Linked DNA regions of Mus musculus: region 2 is linked to region 1. The links are chromatin contacts, called in public Hi-C maps. All regions are on one chromosome and are shown on one strand. Each heading gives the region's core, a stretch centred on a gene start, on an enhancer-like site or on the middle of the called end of the contact. The rest is flanking DNA. Distances are from core to core; before and after follow the strand shown.

What was found. A called contact is a pair of places that touch in the nucleus more often than the background predicts.
Region 2: a contact with region 1 is called in a Hi-C map of nephron progenitors, with 5 times the contacts expected there. The contact joins two enhancer-like sites. A contact is called at or near these places in 1 of 39 promoter capture datasets (the C10 cell line), 11 of 484 Hi-C or Micro-C datasets (the C10 cell line, the G1E-ER4 cell line, the HPC-5 cell line and 7 more), 9 of 115 datasets of contacts at active chromatin or transcription factors (the 230-238 cell line, CD8 T cells, the HPC-7 cell line and 5 more) and 1 of 9 other capture datasets (bone marrow-derived macrophages).

What each region holds. Positions count from the first base shown.
Region 1 is chr7:63,997,585-64,000,551 of GRCm38.p6, forward strand. The region is part of intron 1 of Gm32633 (predicted gene, 32633); the gene reads left to right. Among named protein-coding and RNA genes, the nearest start is that of Gm32633, 12 kb to the left of the region's middle. Within about 2 kb of position 1,392, at least 8 of the 459 cell types and tissues checked have an H3K27ac peak or open chromatin away from gene starts, as enhancers often do. A contact at or near this core is called in the G1E-ER4 cell line and the SCID.adh cell line, where this site is marked.
Region 2 is chr7:64,139,871-64,142,837 of GRCm38.p6, forward strand. No RefSeq gene overlaps it. Among named protein-coding and RNA genes, the nearest start is that of Gm45988, 10 kb to the left of the region's middle. Within about 2 kb of position 1,566, at least 137 of the 459 cell types and tissues checked have an H3K27ac peak or open chromatin away from gene starts, as enhancers often do. A contact at or near this core is called in the G1E-ER4 cell line and the SCID.adh cell line, where this site is marked.

The DNA of each region.
Region 1 (2,967 bases), core at 142-2,641:
TGTTTGTTTGAGGGTTTTAGGTGACCCCTGTAAAAGGGTCATTTGACCCAAAGGGGTCATGACCCACAGGTTGAGAATCACTGATTAAGACTCTCCTAGTGAAGGCCACAGGCCAGAAGGTGACCAGGAGTGCCTGCTTGTAGGTGAGCCTCTGAACACAGGAAGGAGCTCCCAGGGACATGTCTTTACCTTGATACTCTTACTATTTGTTTCTTCTTCTTTTTTTTAATTTTTAAAAATTAATTTATTTATTATATGCAAGTACACTGTAGTTGTCTTCAGACACCCCAGAAGAGGGCAGGGGCTCTCATCACGGATGGTTGTGAGCCATCATGTGGTTGCTGGGATTTGAACTCATGACCTTTGGAAGAGCAGTTGGTGCTCTTAACCACTGAGCCATCTCTCCAGCCCTATTTGTTTCTTTTTTAGCCTTTGCTTGTGAGAAAACTCTTTTCAGGAGTGGCTCAGCCCTCAGGAGCATCTTGCCCTTGGGGCTCATCTGCCAGCGGGCAAGCATCTGTTGAGCATCTCCTGGCCTGGACCTCACTTGCCTAAGCCTGTGATGGACTGGCAGCTAGGTCCTCAAGGTCTCTAGCTTTCTAGCAGGTAGCAGAGAGAATGGGAGGAGAGTAGTGACCTGGAGTCCTTTATCTCAGGCCCAGGCCTGGAATTTCAGGGCCACCATCCTCAAGGATATGTCAGAGACTCAAATGGCTCTTTGGACAGGACACAATGCCAGGACAGGCAGAGCGATATAGCTTGTGAAATGAGGCATAGGCAGACGTCTGTGAGGACAGGACAGTGTTTGTGTGTGTGTGTGTGTGTGTGTGTGTGTGTGTGTGAGAGTGTGTGAGAGAGAGAGAGAGAGAGAGAGAGAGAGAGAGAGAGAATGTCTGTGTGTATTCCTATTTACATGTGTGTATGTGTGCATGTGAGTGTGTATATGTGTGTGCTTGCCTGTGTGTATGTATGAGAGAGTCTGTGTGCGTTTGTCTGTATGTCTATGTGCATGCATGTGTATATGTGTGTGAGTGTGTATATATATATGTGTGTGAGAGTGAGAGAGAGTGTCTGTGTAAGTCTATGTGTGTATGTGTGTGTGTGTGTGTAAGAGAGAGAGAGTATGTGTGTGTCTGTGTGTATGTCTGTGTTTGTGTGAGTTTATGCATTGATGTGTCTGTTTATCTGTGTGGCTGTATTGGTATCTGCATGTCTATTTGTATCTGTGTATTTGGGTCTTTGGCTACTAATTTAGTGTTTGGGGCATCCCTGGCAAAGGCCTGTGCACCCAGGATAAAGGGTAACAATTTCTGTTCTACTCTATAAGCATCCCTTCTATCTCTGTCTCAATCCCCAAACACCTGGCTTAAAACATACACTTCTACAGCAAAGCAAACAGCCTTTTCTAGACTCCTGAAGCCTCTAGTGCCCTCTTCATAGTAACACCCCCACAAACCTGCCTTGGCATGTCTGCTGTGGCAGCTGGGAGCCACTCAGCAGCAGCAGTGTGGTCCCTGATACCTCAAAGATGCACAGTGAAGGGACCCTGCACGCATCTGTCCCCAGCTCTGGGTCAGGCAGGGTGCCAGAGAGTGTTCAGTTCAGCCCAGCTAAGTTTACCTCAGAGATCAGAACAGAATGACAAAGAGCCCATGTCCTATGCCCTTAAGTAAACATCACTGTTCTCGACAGAGGTGGGTCTTCAGGGAACTTGGAACAGATGCCACCCCGGTAAACCCTTCTCTTGTGTTTAGCACAAACCTGCCAGCCCCACCTGCCTGACAATAAGAGGGAGGAGGAGCCCCAGAGCCCAGCTGCAGTGGAGTGGCCTTGCATGTTTTTCTCTTCTTGTGGTTTCATGGGGTTAGGCAAGGTTTCATTTCTCAGCACAACTGAAGAAAGCGACTCTCAATGCCATCTGTGGAGGGGCCAGGAGACCTGGGCAGGGCACTATTCCTCACCCTCACCCCTCACCCGTACTCTTTAGGCTTTCCCTGAGCCCATGGACTAACACAGCTATGTGGAACTCCAGTATTTCCCAGGAACATCTGGAGATGGCGAAGCCTGGCCAGGGAGTGTTCTAATAAGATTAGGACCCAACTGAAGGCTAAGGCTGGCACTGTACAGGGCCCTGGCAATGCTATCACCTACTGCATGCACAGGCATTTCAAGTGGGAAGGCCCACAGGGCCAACACCCCCCTTCTCCAATGGCATGGCTGAAGTGTCACAATGCCCTAGCTTCCTGGAAGTCAGACTGTCCCAGTTTCACTTCTTAGCTTCCTTATTCCCACCCCACAGCCAGGGTTGACTCTCTGTCTCTATTCCTGGGGTCACTCAGGAAGTCCCTGGCAGGTGCCAGGTGATCACCCAGTGAATTCAGGAAGCCACTCTAGGGTGGGAACAAACAACGGAGTAAGGCAGAATCTGCTTGACCCTATAGAGCCCTAGTGACGCTGTCGAAGGTCCCCCAGAGCACTCCTGTCAGAACTGGCCTGGATCTCACACCCAGAAGTGAGCACACTCCTCCCTTGGGGTACAGGGGTTCCCATGTACTTCATGGTGTCGTCAACCCAATGGGTTGCCCCAACAGTATCTCCAGGTCCAAGAATCTTCTGTTTTCTGTTAGTCCCTGTTTTGTCTACCTGTGGTAATATATCAACATTCTGCTCAGACATGATGACCAAATAGTCCCAGTGTCTGGGAGCTTGACTCTCTGCTCTTTCAACCTTCTTCAGAGCTAGGGGAGACCTGTGACCCTCACCATGGCCAGCTAGAGAATAACTGCTTTCCTGGCACAAACATTTTTTTTTTCAAGATAGGGTTTCTCTGTATAGCCCTGGCTGTCCTGGAACTCACTTTGTAGACCAGGCCGGCCTTGAACTCAGAATTCCACCTGCCTCTGCCTCCCTAGTGCTGGGATTAAAGGCGTGCGCCACCACACCCGGCTACAAACATCTTCTTACTCC
Region 2 (2,967 bases), core at 316-2,815, 140 kb after region 1:
ACTTCTGTACACATTAAGAGCACTTACCCAAACAGAGAGTGACATAGGGCCCTGACAGGTATGGAGAATAAAACTGAACAAAGCCTATAGCTCCCCCATGGAGGAACTTGTGCTGGCTGAGTCCCCACCTAGCAAAGATCATGCAGGCTCTCAGAGCTTGGCCACCTGTGTCTTGTCCTGTGACACAGGGGCAGGTGGACAGCCAGATGTGTCTCGGAGATAAAAAGTTCCACCCCCATCCCTGACATTGCTAGATAACTAACACAGGTGTGCCCCCGATTTCATGCAAGAGCTCAGCTTTGCCTGTGGACAGGCTTGCCTTTAATCCTGATTTAGTGCCCTCCAAAGTACAGGAAGCTTAAGCCTGGGGAATGGAGACAGAACAATAATGTTTGGGCTTAGTGTGAACTTAATTCTTCCCACTATTTGGGGTTCAGAGCTTTACAGTAGTACGTTTAATGACATGGCTCTCTTGTGATCTATTTTTCCTTCTAGAATTAACCGGTTTCTACCTAGGAAACACCTTCCCGTCAAACTCTCCTGCCAGTGCTGCCTCATCGGCCCAACCCCAGCAGAGTTATCCTGTATCCTGACCAGACAATACTGTGCAGTCCTTATTTAGGAGTCCATGAAAGCTCACACTAGTTATGAAGGGTTGGTCCCAGAACCTACGGATGCTCACGTTCCTCATCCAAAATGATGTAACATTTGTGTATAATGTGTGCAGTCTTCCTGATTCCTCTAGGTCAGCTTTAAACCACTTACAAATACCTACTGTGATACAAGCTGTGTCACCATACTATATATAATTCATAGGAAGTAATAAGAAAAAAACCCTTCATGTTTGGTACAGATAATTTTTTTTTTTTTGAGATAAGCTTTCTCTGCATAGCCCTGGCTGTTCTGGAACTCACTCTGTAGACCAGGCTGGCCTCAGACTCACAGAGATCTGCCTGTCTCTGCCTCCTAAGGGCTGGGATTCAAGGCTTGCACCACCACGGCTCAGCTAACATTTTTTTAATAAAAATGTTTTCATTTGTTGTTAGTTGATTCTTTCTGAGCATAGCCCATGGATACTTGGGTCTAACGGTACAGTTTTAAGGAACAGACTGCAGGTCACTAAGACAGGGGAGGAGGAAGGAGAGACAGACCCAGAGAAACAGAAAGAGAAACTATGCAGAAATAGGGATGGAAGAACTCAGAAATCCAGGCATGCGGATGAGCTGGCATATGTGGTTTTTGATGGAGACCTGAGGCTCTGAGACTGCACCAGACATGAAGCCCGTGCCATCTCATGCTACAAAGACAACGATTGCTTCAGTGTCTTCCCAACCCAGCCATGGTCATGCACAGCCAGGCTGCTGAAGCTTCCAAAGCACCCGCGCTGCATTTGTGGGTTCACCTGCTGCAGGGTGAAAACACTGGAGGTACAGAAGACCCATACGGAATATATGGACTGCTTTCTCTCGTTGCCATAACTTCCCAGTGACGTAGCCTACAACTGTGGGCACACACGGCACTACTTACACTGTCTGCCATTTTAAGTCTCTGAGAGAGGATTTAAAGCTTAGGAAAGGGTGTGCATGGGTGAGATGTGGAAACCACACCATTTCCCGTCGAGCGGTGGCTCTCAACTTCCCTAAACTGTGATCCCCCAACCACAACATTATTTCATTGCTACTTCAGAACTATAATTGTGCTACTGTTATGACTCATAATGTTATGACTCATAATCTGATACATGATCCCCAAAGATGTCGGGACCCACAGGAAGAACTGTTGAGAACTGTTGTTACAGAGGACTTGAACGTCCATAGATTCAGGTATCTGAGGTAGAGGCCAGAGCCAGCCCACACATACCGAGGCTGTATTGGTCAGGCTACTCTGGCAGAACAGTGGTTCTATTTTTCCTGGTAAGTATCTACTTCCCTCTGGCATGAGTGGAGCTCCTCAGTGGGAGGGCCTTGTTTCCCAGAACGAAACTGAACCAGTGGCTTCTACGGCGAACGCATCAGTCCCGAAAGCTCGTTCGTTTTAAATCAGTTCCTCTCCCCGCAACACCGAGGTCTACAGCTCAAGCCACAGGCTTCTGTCAGGAGACCCCAGTGTCTTTCCTCAGGTTACAGAAAACAGCCAGGGAGGAGTCTTCCCAGTGAGCTGGCAGGAGAGGTCCCATAACTCTGGGGAGGCTGGTTAAGTCAGATGAGAGAGGGAAGGAGAACCTCCAGGCTTGCCTGAAGCTGGAGGATACAGGCAGTGTGGTCATCAAAGAACGCAGGTGGTGGGAGAGTTACCACAGGCTCATTCTCCCATGATCCAGTGGGGTCATCCGCCATGTAAAATGGTTCCGTTTTTAAGAAATAAACTAGCGTAGTTTTTTTTTTTTTTTTTTTTTTTTTTTTTTTTTTTTTTTGTGGCAGTGGAAATTGTGCTTTTGAATTGTGGTCTTTCTCGGGCCTGGAGATATTCAGCACAACCTCCCTCCAGATCTGGGTAGGTGCAGACTCAGCCTCGTGACTGAAAGGAGCAACCAGAGCTCCAGACGGCCCTGTTAATGGCCTTGATGTCTGGTAGCTTAGAATGTTATCTCCTACTTGGGATATTTTCGATCTATGTATGATGGGCCCATTGAGATGTAACCCATCAGAGTCCAGCAAGCACCTGGATGTCATAGCTGCTGGCTCAAAGTCTCAAGTAAATAGAATTACATCACTATGCGTGCCAAGTCTTTAACAACTGGGATTTTTCGATTAATTAAAACATCACAAATGGGATAGATTAAGAAAAATAGCTATGCAACCCCCCATTCCTCTTGCTCAACACATCTGGGCATTGCGGCGTGGTACCCATCTGATTGGTCTTAGGTTCAGCTCTGCCTCTCAGTACTTTTTCCCTTCAGTATTACTTTTAGAAAAATCCCATAGCTCATAGAATTTTACATATAGCTATTTTGGTAAGAGCACACAC